Regions from separate parts of the Anas platyrhynchos genome. Here region 2 is linked to region 1. Evidence: chromatin contacts called from public Hi-C data. All regions are on one chromosome and are shown on one strand. The core of a region is the stretch at or near the end of the contact, and the rest is flanking DNA. Distances in the headings are between cores, read along the strand shown. Region 1 has its middle 12 kb from the start of MRTFA. Region 2 overlaps ADSL (adenylosuccinate lyase).

Region 1 (7,133 bases), core at 3,648-6,147:
AATAATAATATCTCGATAAAAATAACGGATTTTCCATCCTGCTCAGTGGCTTTATTTCTCTGTCTGGGTGGGAGAGCTCTGGACAGAAATCTGAGGCCATCGTCTCCTGATCCAAGCTCCCCAGCAGCGAGAGCAGCTGGTGAAAGCTTGGAGCGGTGAAAGATGGAGTTTCCATGGGCAAGGCAGCAAAGAGCAACAGGGGAACAGCCACTGCATGGGATTTCACTGGTAAATTCACCTTGTGAATACCAAACCTCCCAGAAGCGGGCGGCATTCACAGCGTTACTCACTGCCAAAACCTCTCCTCAAGTCACAGCCACATCCCATTTCTGTCACGGTTCTGCTTCCTTTTACACAGCTTTGGGGCTTCCTCAGCCCTGCTTACTCACCCAGTAATAGGTGAAATAGGTTGATGCGTGTGGGTGTTCTTTTTTTTAAGTCCCCCAGGGCTGAATCCATAGCCCTGAAGGAGGCGGGCCGAACCCCAGGCAGATGGGCCTGCTGCAAGGCCAGAAGTAGCGAGAGGTCCTCACACTGCACCTAAAAAGCAGGGGGCACAGCAAAAGCATGACTGAAAGTCTTTGTGGGGCAGAGAAACAGCAAACTGGGCCTCAAACACACCGTGTCTCTCTCAGACTGGGTTTAATGCTGTGCTGGCAGCTGCTGGTGGCTGTGGCCTCTCCCACAGCCCCGACATGGCTGGGCCTTGCCTCGCTGGAGCGGGCGCACCTCCAAGAGACCATAACGAAGTTCAGTCCCCATGGTCCCAGCCATTTATAGCTTTTCCAGTCTGCAGGTAGAAAGTTTTGGTTTGCAGATGGAGTATAAACCAGGTGGCATCTGGTGATGCCACAGATGAAGAAAAACCACCAAGGGGACCCTCGAGCAGCACCCATCACATCCATGCGCCCTCAGGAACCGCTGCCCTGTGGACCTGCACCAGCCCCTGGAAGACCTTGTGGCAGTGGAGGTGCTTGGCTCCATGGCCAGCGTGTATTTTTATGTCCTTTATTTTTACATGTTCATATTTTTATCCTCTGCTACGCAACCTTCTTTTTTTTGCTTTCATACTGCTGTAAGAATTAGTACAAATTAATTACTCTTAAAAGGCATAGGAATATTGCTGTCATCTGTCCTAGAACTCAGCCTTCCCCCCAAACTCTTATTGCAAGAGATGAAGCTGTTTAGAAATCTGTGGCTATGATTAATACCAGACGGAGGGCATTTTGAGCGAGAGTGCTAAGCAAAGAACAAACGGGAAATTCTGTGGGAAATCAGCTTCACTGTTGTTGTTAAGAAAAAAAAAAAAAGATGATTTAAACAACTGTTTGACTTCATCAGTGACGATATCTTAATTAACAATTAAAAAAGAAAACAAAGCCTGACAAAGTCCCTCTGCTATCTTCCAGCTGCTCTGAGGGGCTTTGACTGCCCAAAGTTGTGCCAAGCGACTTTCTCTCCCTTCTGCCAGAGCCTGTGCACAGCTCTGGGTTTCCAGATCCCTGGGAATAGCATTTCTTGGATGAAACCTGCCTTTGCTGGAGTTTGGCAGGCACAGTGGGTCCTGCTAAAACTGCTGCCAGGAGGAGCTGAGCATTAACACTTAAACCTTAAAGAGGGGGAGAAAAGGAGAAAGGGAGCAGGGAAACAGTGGCATGATGAAGGGGAGAAGCAGGAGAGCAGCAAGCCAGGCTGCCAGTGCCCGGAGCAGGACTTCCAAGGGACATCGTGGGCTGTCCCCTGCTGCCATGCCCTGCACAGCACCTCCACTTCCCTCCTAGAAGGATATGGCAGCACCAGGGGGCCCAGCTTGTTCTCACCGAGCACCGTGGCTGAGGGCTGTCGTCTTTGGTTTTGTGCCACATCACCTTGCTGCGGTTGTCAAGGGACAGTGAAGCTGCTCATGGGGGAATGGACTGGTGAGGGGATGGATAAGCACAGGACTTCTGTGAAGGTTTGATCACCAGGTCATGATGCCGGCAGATATTTTATGATGTGTGGGACCTGTAAAAGTCCCTCTTGTGCAAACAGAGCGAAGGAAAATCCCTGCGGGTGCAGGCTGGCGTGGGCAGGAATAACAGTGAGCTCTCACACCCATCAGCCACCACTCACACACGCTCAGGATGAAGAGTAAGGCTGCTGGTAGCCCCTCGTGGACGTGGCCTTTATGGGAGTTAAGGAACAGGGCAGCTTCAACCTGGCCGCAGGAGGGGGCTCTCCCGTTCCCGCAATCCCACGCTTAGGAAATTAATTTAGCAATTGACTGCTCCCAAACACCTTCCCATGGGAACAAACATGTCGAGATTTCTTTCCTCTGATATCATTCGGGAACCTCACAGGGGACAGAGCTCCACCCAAGATGCCCTGAAGGCGTTTTATGAAACCCTGGCCACGCATAAGTCCTTAGCGTAAAGGAGAACGTGCAGGGGCCCAGGGGGCTGCTCCTCCGTGCCTCTGTGCACTTACAGGGACATAGCGAGTGATGTAATTAGGGATATTTCAATCACCCAGCATGAACCTTGCAGCAGTTATCTACGTGTGCTGCTTAGCTACAAGGGCGGCAACCTTGCCGTCTGATTTCAACCCAGAGACCTGCCTAGGAAGGGATCCAGAACAAGAGCTCCTTGTTTTGACTGAAAGTATGTTCAAGTTGCACTCCAGAAGACCCGCTTCAGAATCAGATTAAACCTGGAAAAAATCAACACTGATCCCACAACTTCCTTCCAGCAGCATCACGGAGTATGGTTGGAGCCATCTGGTATTTTTCACCCAACAGCCTGAATTTCACCAGCCCAGCTGTCAGTCTGGATGAGAGTCCCAGGTCATAGGATGGTTTGGGTTGGAAGGGACCTTCAAAACCACCTGGTTCCAACCCCCTGCCATGGGCAGGGACACCTCCCACCAGACCATGTTGCCCAAAGCTGCATCCAGCCTGGCCTTGAACACCTCCAGGGATGGGGCATCCACAACTACTTCATTTTTGTGTTTTAGAAGAAGCTGGAAATTTACTTTCCTTTTGCTTTCTGACGTGTGTGAAGGTTCAGAAGCCAACCACCAACCATATACTGAATTTTTCTAGTTTCTGGCTTTGCCCCCACCGTTGGGGTCAAGCATGGAAGGAGGCAGAGGAGGAGATGATGCCTGGCCCTAGAGACCGCAAGGAGATGGAAGCTGCTCACATGAGTGTGCAGAAACCAGTCCAGGCTCACCCGCTGGCCTCCTGGCAGGGCCCTTCCTCTCCTTCTTGAGTGCATCTTCCCCGCGGGCCAGGACCTCCCCGCCACACATCCCGCTTGGCTCGTGAAAGACCGATGTGACTCCCTTGAGCACTGCGATCGTCCAGATAAGGCAGACCACAAGCAAAATGCCAAAGTATTTTTAGCTCGCATCCTATTTTTTGCTCTGTCCACGACGAACGAGGACAAGGGGGAAGATTCCTCATTCCCCACCAGATTACAAATCCTCTGCTGAGAAGCGAAGCCAACTGACTCCCCTGGCCCCAACCTCACAACTTGAGTGAAAAGCGGGGAGGAAAAACCAACCCCGTCTTGCACAGACCCCCCTGCCATTGAGAAGGAAACTATTTTTCCTCTGTTTGCATTTTATCTCCTTTTCTGTGTGCTGCTAATTGTATCTGATTGACACAAGGGGAAACAAACCCAGGAGCTTTGGGTTCACATCTGAAAGCATTTAAAGCTCAAGGCTGCCACCACCTAGCGTGGCAAAAAGGGGTTGTGCAGCGAGGGCAGGAAGAGGGGGGGAGCCTTGGCTTCCTTTTCTGTTTGCAGATTTTTAAATGAAGGATACTGGAGAGCACAATAATAAAGCACTGGCCCTGCAGAGGCTGCCATCCTTTCTGCCAGATCTGCTCTCAGTGGAAGAGCTGGTGAGCAGATCTCCTTCAGCAAACCCTTTCCGGGATGAATGATGGGAAGGGATTCCACTACCAAAACGAGCCGTGGGCAAGCTCAAACCATACTACTCCCCATTCCTCGCACTGCACGGCTCCATCCCGCAGCAGCCACCGCTGCAAGGACGGACAGAAAGCACAAATTCATCCCAGGAGGCTGCCTCACCCGGGGGACAGTCCTCAGGAGGAAGGCAGCTTCTGTGGTCCCCTGGGCTTTTGTGTCATTTCACATGTTATGGGAAGAGTGAGGTTGCAACAGGGAGATAAAAGGCTGTCTGATCATGTAAAAAAAAAATATTAAAACCCTAAACCTTTTGTACATTACCTGCTGTAATCTGGTGAATCTCAAAAGCAGAGAACTGCAGGATCAAAGTGGTTTTTGATTCCTGGTCACAAGGCAAACCTAGGAGAAATAAGCCTGAGGAAAGGAAGAGAAGTGTTTTGTATGCAAGGAGTCGCTCTAAGGCTTAGGACTGCATGGGCACGTGCACAAGGGAAGATGATGAGAAAAATCCATCAAATTAGTTTTCTCCCATCAGCATTCATGAAAGGCAGCACTTTCTAACAGCTTGACACCAGCACGCCACCGTCAGTCCTCAAGGACGTTAGAAGAAGGAGAAACTTTCAGACAACAGAGGGAAAGGTGGGATTTTTTGTACAAAAGGGCAACTCCGTGCCTCTTGATGTGCCACCACTGAGCTGAGCTAAGGGGACACTTATGTGGGGCCCCACTGCATCTCTAATCCACCCAGGCAGGCTGAAATCTCCTATCAATCACAGACTTAGACCCGCGTGGCCAAGCCAAGAATCTTAAAGCGACAATTTGCAGCAAGGAAGCCACGGGGAAGCCCGCCAAAGCGCTCAGCATTTGTCTCTCGTTCCACATAAATCTCACCGCGAAGAAAACTGCGTGCTCCATATCTGGACGTGAGGGTACAGCAGAGATTAGCTGCTGCTAAGAATAAAAGCAGCACCCGCAGGGCGGGCAGCTGGGTGACAAGCGCTGAGGATCGCAGCTCTGCTGGTGTAAGCGGATCCCCGGGTGAGCTCAGACAGACGGGGTTTCCTCCGATACGCTGGGGCTGATCCACAGCACCCAAACACGCAGGTGTGGATTCGAGGACTATTGTGTGTAGATGCCTCCAAGTCCAGCATCTGTGCACCCAGCATTGCAGGTTGATCTCGAAACACTGTGAGGGTTTTCCCACTGTTAAAACCTGATGCTGACACCTTTTAACTCACTGCACATCTGGGAGCATCTGGTAAAGATCTCTTGCCCTCTCCATCACTTGTACATCTCCAGCGCTGCTGGTGGTGGTGGCAGACTGTTATCTCGTTGAGCTTTCTGCTCTAGACCACCCCAAGTTACTGCTCGTCCCTCCTCCTGCAATAACGGGGTCTGCTGTGGGTTGGACCCTGCAAACACCGCAGCTTTATTTGTGTGACTGACCTGACCCCTCTCCATACCACGGAAACGTGCTTTGATGCCCTGAAAGCAAGAGAGGCTTCTGCTCGGAGTGACAGCAGCTGCAGGAAACAGAGAGCTTCGTTAGGCAAAGGGCAGCCCCCCTTAAGTGCAAAGCAGCCCTCGGAGACAGAGAGTTCAGCCTTTTGGATGAGGTAGTTAAATAACTCTGAGAACATAACTGGTTTTATACATCCTGTCTCCCCATCCAACTGTGCTTTAAATCATATCGATTAAAAAAAAAAAAAAGGCATAAAACCCAACACATGAGCGATGCTAGCTCCCCAGGTCCCACACCTCCTGCCGTGCACTTAGTGGTTGGGAAATGGGAGCATCGATGGCCATCGCCGCATTTTTCAGCTGACCCCATGGCCTGAGTATCCCTGTCTTGCAGGTTCACCTGCTTTTCTAGGGATGGATCACGTTTGCCTGCCTTTACTGCAGGAGCAGGGTCAGCACTCCCCTTCTCCTTCCTCAGCAGACGAGCACGGAGATGCGCAATGGAAAGATTAATCTGTACCAGCAGCTTTGTCCAAAAGGAATGGAGCGTGCTGCGCTGCAGGCTAAGCTCATTTTTCCTCCCACAGGATGGATGTCAGCTTTCAGGTTTTAATAACTTTCTTTGGTTTAGCCAGCTAACTGTGCAGAGGAACGAATCCCTCCCGCAGCACAGCGCAGCCAGCTCAGAAACAGACAAAACCATTTAGCAGCGCTCAGCAATTCACCGATGCTATTTAGGATGAAGAGCAGACATTACACGTTATCAGCTCCTAACCTCTGTGCTGGGAATCAATAGTTAAGAGAGAGAAGGCCTGTAAGAACTAGCAGGTCACACGTCCTCCTGGGTTGCAACTATTAAGTAGCATTAAAAGAAGCTGAAACGTGTTAAACGCCATCCTACTATTATTTGTACAGGCAAACAATCAATGTAATGATAAGAGGAAGGGTCTAGAATATAAATAGGAGTAAAATTTATCCTGGACATCACAGATAGCTGAGGAGCCACTTGTTTTGCGATCTTGTCTTTTTGGGCTAGGTGCAGAAAGGAAGGGATGGGGATTAAATTTAAATCCCCTAAATTAAGCCAAAAAAGAATGATAATTACCCGTGTTGGCTGCGACAGATTTTGCTGCTGTCCTTCGTTAATGATCCCCCCCTTCTTCATTCCCTCAAAAACAGCATTAAAAAAAAAAAAGTTTGTTTTTCACTTCGAGATGAAGATATTTTATGCTCTCCAAAAGCAAACGGACAACATTTTTGGCTGGAACACGCAGTCAGCCGCTGGACACACGAGGGAAATGCAGGCGCTGGCAGCAGCCGGCCCTGCCTCGAGGCTTTCACTGCAAGCACTCGAGCTCACAGCTCCCCGTGCCACAACACACTCCTGTCACAGTGCATGCCTGAACTGTGTCAATTGAGTCACTTCTGTCTAAAGAATGTTTGTTATTTAAAACTGTAAAAACTGTAGAATTATTATATTTCAGCTTTGCTTCTGGATGGTATTTATCTGCCATGGGTGACTTAAGAACAAGAATTAGGAATAGCGTTGTGCGTAGCCTTCTCTAATAAATGATGCTTCTTTAATGTCAGTGATATTCACATATGCCTTTGAAGGCAGAAATAATTTTAGCAACTCTAACAGAAATGTCATCATCTGTTCAATCTACGCCTGAGAAAACTTCAGCGAAGGTACCACCTGTCACATGAACTTTTACCTGTGGGTTAAACAACTGAACAACCCCTCACCCATCTCTTGTT
Region 2 (7,359 bases), core at 4,259-6,758, 130 kb before region 1:
TTTGAAAAAAAGTAAAAAAAGTAAAAAAAAAAAAAAAAAAAAAAAAAAAAAAAAAAATCTGTGCATGCCCTAAAAAACGAAGCACATTACATTCAACAACTAGAGGGAGAAATTCAAAGATTGCACACTTGCTTCTCTCCTCCCTTTTCTAACAACATTGCTGTGCTTACGCATGCCAGCTTCCACTTTTGTTTTTTTTTTCCTTTCTCATGCTGCCTCTTTTCTGTCCTCCCCGCATCCACCAGCTCGCACGGGTGATCAGCCGGCTGGCCGACTTTGCAGAGAAGTACGCTGACCTGCCTACCTTGGGCTTCACTCACTACCAGTAAGTAGCCATCAGCCTTTCCCTTCATTTTCTTGGCTGTTCTTCGGATAAATTGGCTTGCCACTACTGTCCCCGTTCTCTGTTCTGTTTCCCATCTCTGATCCACTGCTGGACATCGTTAGGACGCTGGTGGTGGTTCAGAAAAGGAATACGTGCCTAGCTCCAGCCTTGCCTCAGAAAATCGAACTGTAGCTTTGGATAGCTGTCAGCAGTGGTTTTAGCACAGCCCAAAGTTGTTTTAACACAGCCGCATAAAGAACTTGCTAACTCTGATGTGTAAATCCTGGGGTAGTTCCAGGAGGCATGGCTGTGATCTGCAGTAGGCTGTAATCTCCAGCTTCCAATCACATAATATATTTGTAATACTTTTTTTTTTTTTTTTCATCGTTTCAGTTGTTTTCAACTGCAGCACAGAAAAGTTTGTTGCTGGCAGGAAACCTCAGCTACTCAGCCTGCTAAAGCTTTCTTCTGAATTGATGGTTATGAGATCCTTTGGTTTTCACACAGCCGTATATGGGTCCCTTTGAAAAAAACAAAACAAAACAAAAACAGGAAGAATTTCCCCATTTTAACAGGACACTGGCATTTTCTGTCTCTTTGGGAAATTACCCTTTTTGTGCAGTGCTGCTGGCGTTGACTGCTTTTAGGCAGGCTCCTGAGTCAAAGTGCAGCAAGATTTGGACCGGTCTGCTTTGGGGGGAGGTAATTAGTCTGTTACTTGATGAAGACAGTTTGCTTTCAGAGGCTTTAAACTATGCATCTTGAGGTAAGCCTGGGTTTTCTACCCTGGTGATGTGGAACACCAGATCCATGGAAATTAGGCACGGATCATGTCAGCATTAATGTCTGGCACTTTAAAATCACTCCTGAAGGAGAGTGGGAGCTTCAGGTCTCTGATTAATGGCCTTGCTGTATGTGCCGTGTCATTTGATTAGCTCTAGTCCTTGGTGCCTCTTCATCTACAGCTTCTCAGGGGACTGTTCTCAGGTCTGTGTTTTAGCTTGACTTTTGGAAAGCACAAAGGGGTATTCAGGAAGTGTACACGAGGCAAGTCCTACTAGTGAAAACCAAGGTAAAAAGACATTGAGTACCTTGGCCTTTTCTGTGTGTTGTGTCAGCAGGGCGCCCTGCCTTGTTTAGGAGCAGGTCTATGTTTTCCCTAGCCTTCCTTTTGCTGGTTATGAACTTGTAGAGGCCTTTCTTTATTGCCTTTCATTGTTGCCTTTCACATTTCATACCAGATTCAACCCCAAGGTAGCCTCTGGCTTCCCTAACCCTTCCCTGCAGTGTTGGACAGTTTCTCTGTATTCCTCCTGGATCACCCATCCCTGCTTCCATGTCTCACGTGCTTTCTGTGCTTTTCTTGTTCACATGTGAAGTCTTAAAACAGTACAGGTGTTGCCTTCGGAGTTCATTTTGATAATTTGAAATATTTCAGCTTCTGGGCTGAGCACCAGCAGGGGGTGCCCTCTGCCAGCAGAGGCAGCTGGATCTCCTGGCAGATCCCTGGTAGCTGTGGCTGGGAGCAGAAATAAGGAGCCTGGGAAGTCGACCTGTGAAGCCATATTATTTGTACAGACTGAGGCTTCTCCTTTTGACAGAGTTCTGGAAAAAAAAAAAAGACAATATATATTTTTTTTTTTCTGACCATTGTGCAGTCACTTTTTTCTGTAAGAAGCTATAGAAGGCTTTAGTAGTTAAGCGCCTTCAAATATCCATTCTCACTTATTTCTTAATCCCCTTTTTAACATGCACAGCAACTACGATTACTGTTTTCTCTTGATGAAACTACATTTAATTCCTGAAAAGAATGATCATATCCTCCAGTATCACTTATTGGTGGTGTGCATGTGCCAGATCTTTTTAACTCCTGCTCTGATGAATGAAAGAGAGGGGTCTCAACAGCAGCTAAACATGGTCCTTGCAGAGTTACTGTGCAAATTGTCAACAAGTTGTCTCCTATTCTTGGTTGTTTTCAGACCTGCACAGCTCACCACCGTGGGGAAACGCTGCTGCTTGTGGATCCAGGACTTGTGCATGGACCTGCAGAACCTGGAGCGGGCTCGGGACAACCTGCGCTTTCGGGGCGTGAAAGGCACCACCGGCACGCAAGCCAGCTTCCTGCAGCTCTTTGAGGGAGACCACAGTAAAGTAAGTCAGACAGAGCCCGTGGCAGCCTTGGGAATCTCCCCTCTGCAAGGCTGTTGTGTTTGCGGGAGTGTGGAGGTTCTGCTGTCACAAGGGCACTGTGATCCCTGTGGGGCCCACTGGCAGAGATCTGTGGGAGGGGTACTTCCCAGCAAGTGTGAGGTTTGTGGATGGTAAACTGAGAAGAGCAGAGGATCACTTTTGCTGTTGCTGACCTTTTTTTTTTTTGAGTTGTTGCGTTCTGAGGTCCTTTTGTTTTGTTTTTTTCCCTCCCCTGAGGTTGAAGAGCTGGACAGATTAGTGACTGAAAAGGCAGGATTTAAGCGGTATGTAACAAGAATGCTTAGTAACCCGAATTTGCTCTTAACAAAGTCTGACTCTTGCTGCCCGTGCTGGCCCAGATCCCACTGGCTGCCACACTGACATTGTGCTGCTGCTGACTTTACCTCCCCTGGTGGTCCTCCATTCCCACCTGCAGCCCCCTGGAGGAAACTCCACCTCCGAAGCAGGCCACTTCTGGCTGTCTCCCTGTCCAAGCACAGCTGTCTGTTTTTCCTCTGCTCTCTCTCTCTCCTCGTGCATGCTGCTCCAAGAAATCGATGGCCTGAATCCAAACTTGGTATCGGGACAGGTTGACAGTGCTGTCACCCACTTCAAAAGCCATTGTCACTCCTTGCTCAAAGTCTTGTAATAGGGTTTAATGTCCAGAACACTCAACTTCTGTGCTCATTTCTAGATCGTACATGGTCACGGGGCAGACCTACAGTCGCAAGGTGGATATTGACATCCTCTCTGTACTGGCCAGCCTGGGAGCATCTGTACACAAGGTGAGCCCCCTACCTGTACACACCAGGAAGAAGTGCAAGAGAAGGTGCCTGTGGGGATAAATGCTTTCCTCAGGAAATATGAGCTGTTTGGCTGTTCTCTTTGTGATCATGTAAATTCACCACTGGGTTCATGCGTAGACATCAGACTTCAAAGATCTTAAGACCAGTGTTAAGGGGAAAAAAAAAAGTTTACTGAGCAGATTTCAAGTTGGATTAACAACTCCCATGCCAGATATTAGTATAATCTTTGCTAAATCGATCCAAATAGAGTAAATGTCTTTCTTAGTGGTATATGAGTTTTTAAATTTCACTGCTTGCTCCCCATTAATTGCTTCTCTTGTAATGGTGTTATTCTGCCTGTCCCTGTTGTTATAAATTCCGAGTCAATTTAGCTTTATAAGGTTTATTTATGGGGTCAATAAAAGGCAAGTAAACAGCGTTAGGTGTGCGGGGAGTCTGGGCTCCTCCAACACACACACACACGCACATGTTACAGTAAGTGGCTGGTTTTTATGCTCCTAGGCTAATACATATTCATTACTACTTCTAGAAAAGGCAGAGTTATTATGATTAGTTCCCAAAATCCAAACCCTCCCACTGACGCATGCTTATCAGTCTCCAGTGGTCCCTCTGGTGGTCTCTCGTGCTGAAGGCTCGTAGTCTTCCTCCCAGGCTTTTTCGTTGTCCTTTTCCTTTGTCCATCTTGGCCAGATGTCAGAGACTTGCGTAGTGTCCCATGCAATAGTCACAATAGTTAGCAGTTATTCTGAGCCCCCCCCCCAGATATCAGAGACTCCAGGTTTACCCTTCAAGCCCTCCATTGATATGAATTGCTGAAACATTCCTAACAATCCCTCATCTTCTTTTTAATATTCGCAATTCATATCTATTCTTCAACTTTCGCCAGTAACAACTGCATTTCATCAGTCGGTTCTTGGGGGTTCCGTTGCTTAAGCATCATTATTGACATGTCACCTTTCTTCCCTACCGAAGTCATCACAAATCGGTTACTATTTATTATTCGGCGTATCAATAATGTAAAGCAAGGTATCATACAAGGTATAAATAATAACATCATTACACCACATAAAAATAAAAATAGCATCTGTTTAACCCATGGTCTACCGGGCAGCCAGGAAAACAAATCCCAATCCATACCCTTCCAAGTTTGTACTGGGACGTGGGCTAATTTCCTAATTTCCTTTGTTATCTGTTTAACCACTTTTCCGTTGTCATCAATTTGTAAACAACAATTAGAATCGTTCAGCTTTCCACACGCTCCCCCGTCCTCTGCTAGTAAATAGTCTAAAACCATTCTGTGTTGAAAGATAGCATTCCTCAGCTGGGTGAATCGATCAGTCAAAAGACCCAAATCCGTCGTTGTTTGACTGGTTATAATTTCGAGGGCAGTTTGCAACCTAATTATTCGATTTAAATTATAAATAGGTTCTTGGGCCCCAGATACTACCTCGTTCGGGTTCCAGGTAGCTGGTCCATAATGCTGTATGATTCTTTCAGGAGGCCATTCATTCTCTCCCCATTTTTGGGCACTACCCCCGGCTAAGGAAGCATCAGTAGATCGTATCTCTCTATTCACATCATCATATAATGTTACTTGTAAATGATTTCCTTGTATTTGTGACAATAGAAAGAACAAGGGTCTTATGTACCCCACATAGCATATTCCTGACCAGTTTTTGGGTAGCCTCTTGTAGGCATATTTGCCACACACCCAGTAATGTCCCTTTAGGGCCCACGTCCCATTTGGAAAAGGACCATCCCATCCTTCTTTATTCTTTGGAGCGTGAAAATACAGAGTGTTCTTGTCACCGAGTGGTCCTGTTACAACGTCTGCCCCCTTTTTACTTGTATATGTACACCTCCAAGCTCCCGCATCGGATTCCCACTTACAATTACAATCAAGTTTTCCTTGGTGGCCTGTCATATTATGAGCTGACCAGAAATGCTTAAAGAACACTCGTCTCCCATTCTCATCTTGCCACCTCCAGCGGTAGACCCTTACCACGTGCTGTTCCCTAGTGGTGTTATCATGCTGACAGCTCAAGATCTGACTGTCAAATTGTCCCTCAGCTTGTGCTCTTTCTGTGGTTTCACATCCAGATCCAAAAAACTCCCTATATGAGCATTTCAGCCAAGTCCCGTTTCTCAGCTGGACATGTGTGGTGTTCCATTGCCCACTACGTGCTGTACAGTTTATGGGTCTACATTCAGGATCAGCACAATCATATCCGGGAGACAGTGTCCAATTACAAGTGCTTTTTCCTACCGCTACCGTTCCTGTTCTGTTTAGGCAGTACATACCCCGATCTGACGAGTGCAATTGCCACGGGCCTCCTTCCTCTTTCCAAAACTGTGTCCCATTATGAACTTCACTCAAATTACTAACCCACCACTTGGGTTCGACCGGGCCAGCTACCCAGGGCCAACTTTCATCCCACCCCGGTCCTCCACAAACCCAGCAGTTACTCAGGTTAAAGGCCTTGGCCACTTCCTCCCCCAGAATGAAAAAGTTATTCCTCCGTTCTTGCCCATGGCTCAGTTGCCCCTGTAAAAATAATACCAGGATGTATAGCATTGCTTATCCTTCTGCGCCGTCCAGTCTTGAGGGTGTGGGAAGAGCCTTCACTCGAGGGGCTGGGCCCGGTCTCAGGGTTGATGTGGGCCTGTGGTACCGTTCAGGCTTTCGGGGTGATCCAGCTCCTGGAAAGCTAATCACAGTTTTATATGGGTTTAAAAAAAAGGTTCTTATGTTATTTTTTTTTTCCTCCTTTTTGGATTTCTCTGACAGCAGCCACAAAGATTTTTGCTTTGGCTTTCTGTCTTTCTTCATCACGCCTCACAAAGATGTTTTGAGCCTCTCATAACAATTCCTCCAAGCCCCTGTCTTGCCAGTTATCCAGTTTCTCTATCTTTTTTCGTATGTCCTCCCATGATTTTGCCACAGAGTTTTCAGTAGCACCCCCCCACGGGTGAATCTGGATCCAGGCCAGAGTACACTAGGAGGCTTTTTCTTAACCTTCCTAGCCACTCCTCTCTTTTTTTGGTGTTCGTTAAAAGCTTTATTAATATTCTGTCCCCTTGGTATTGCCTCCTTGATGCCTTGATTTATTATAGCTCTAAGATCTCTCATGTCCTGTTGCCCTGCTGCCGTTTGGTGGTCCCAGTTAGGGTCCACGTTTGGCCATTTTGTATCCCTGGGCAGTCCAGCTTGATTTTGTCGTTCCCATATTCTCATTCCCACTTGTCTAATCGTCCCCCTTTCCTCTGTGGTGAAGAGGATCCCCAAAATCGACTGCGTTTCTTCCCACCTATACGTCTTAGGTCCCAGGAATTGATCTAATCTCTCTGTGGCCCCTCAAGGATCATTCAATAAACTACCCATTTCTTTTTAAAAATTTCTCACATCTGATGTATTGAGGGGCACAGTCACAAGCCTGTTCCTCCCTGGTTACCTCCCCAGGGTACCCCCAGCAATGGGTATAAACCCCTCTGCTCCTCAGCCCCTTCCTGCTCCCTTTCCCTGTTTCTCTGTTGCCTCCTTGTCCTTTGGGCAGGTGGGGTTGGGTTAGGGGGTCGGTGCAGTTGGGGAAGGTGGGTTATATGGAGGAGGCAAATTATCAAGGGGCTCCCACTCCTTATCTTCTTCATCCTCCTTTTATGCAATTAAATTAAATATACAAGTGGTGGGTGATTCTGTTAGTCTTAACCAGGCTGCAGCACACTTGCTCTCTTCCAGATCCACAGGTGTTCTGCTATTCACGTGAATATTCAATGCCTGATAAACCCAGTCCTCCATGGACCCAAACATCAGCCAGGATACGTGGGGTCTTAAGGGTTCTTTTGGCCATTTAACCATACAAAATCAAATCCTTCTTGCCTTATCCTTATGTTTAGTGCTTCTAAAATTATCCCAATATCTTAACATTAGCCCTAAGGGACTATCTGGTAGAATATCTGGTAATTTTTCCCCCTTTTTAAACCAGAGGCCCCTCCTCGAACCTCCCGAGTCTGAGGATCTGCTTTGTCCCTGACCCATTC

Evidence for each region. A called contact is a pair of places that touch in the nucleus more often than the background predicts.
Region 2: a contact with region 1 is called in a Hi-C map of subcutaneous adipose tissue, with 2.0 times the contacts expected there. The contact joins two enhancer-like sites. A contact is called at or near these places in 3 of 8 Hi-C or Micro-C datasets (skeletal muscle and subcutaneous adipose tissue).

What each region holds. Positions count from the first base shown.
Region 1 is chr1:53,222,800-53,229,932 of IASCAAS_PekinDuck_T2T, reverse strand. No RefSeq gene overlaps it. Among named protein-coding and RNA genes, the nearest start is that of MRTFA, 12 kb to the left of the region's middle. Within about 2 kb of position 4,897, at least 2 of the 8 cell types and tissues checked have an H3K27ac peak or open chromatin away from gene starts, as enhancers often do.
Region 2 is chr1:53,358,005-53,365,363 of IASCAAS_PekinDuck_T2T, reverse strand. ADSL (adenylosuccinate lyase) reads left to right here. Exons shown (of 13, transcript NM_001310389.1): 4 at 246-325; 5 at 2,305-2,476; 6 at 2,753-2,799; 7 at 3,210-3,300. It also overlaps LOC106020099. Among named protein-coding and RNA genes, the nearest start is that of ADSL, 9.0 kb to the left of the region's middle. Within about 2 kb of position 5,508, at least 1 of the 8 cell types and tissues checked has an H3K27ac peak or open chromatin away from gene starts, as enhancers often do.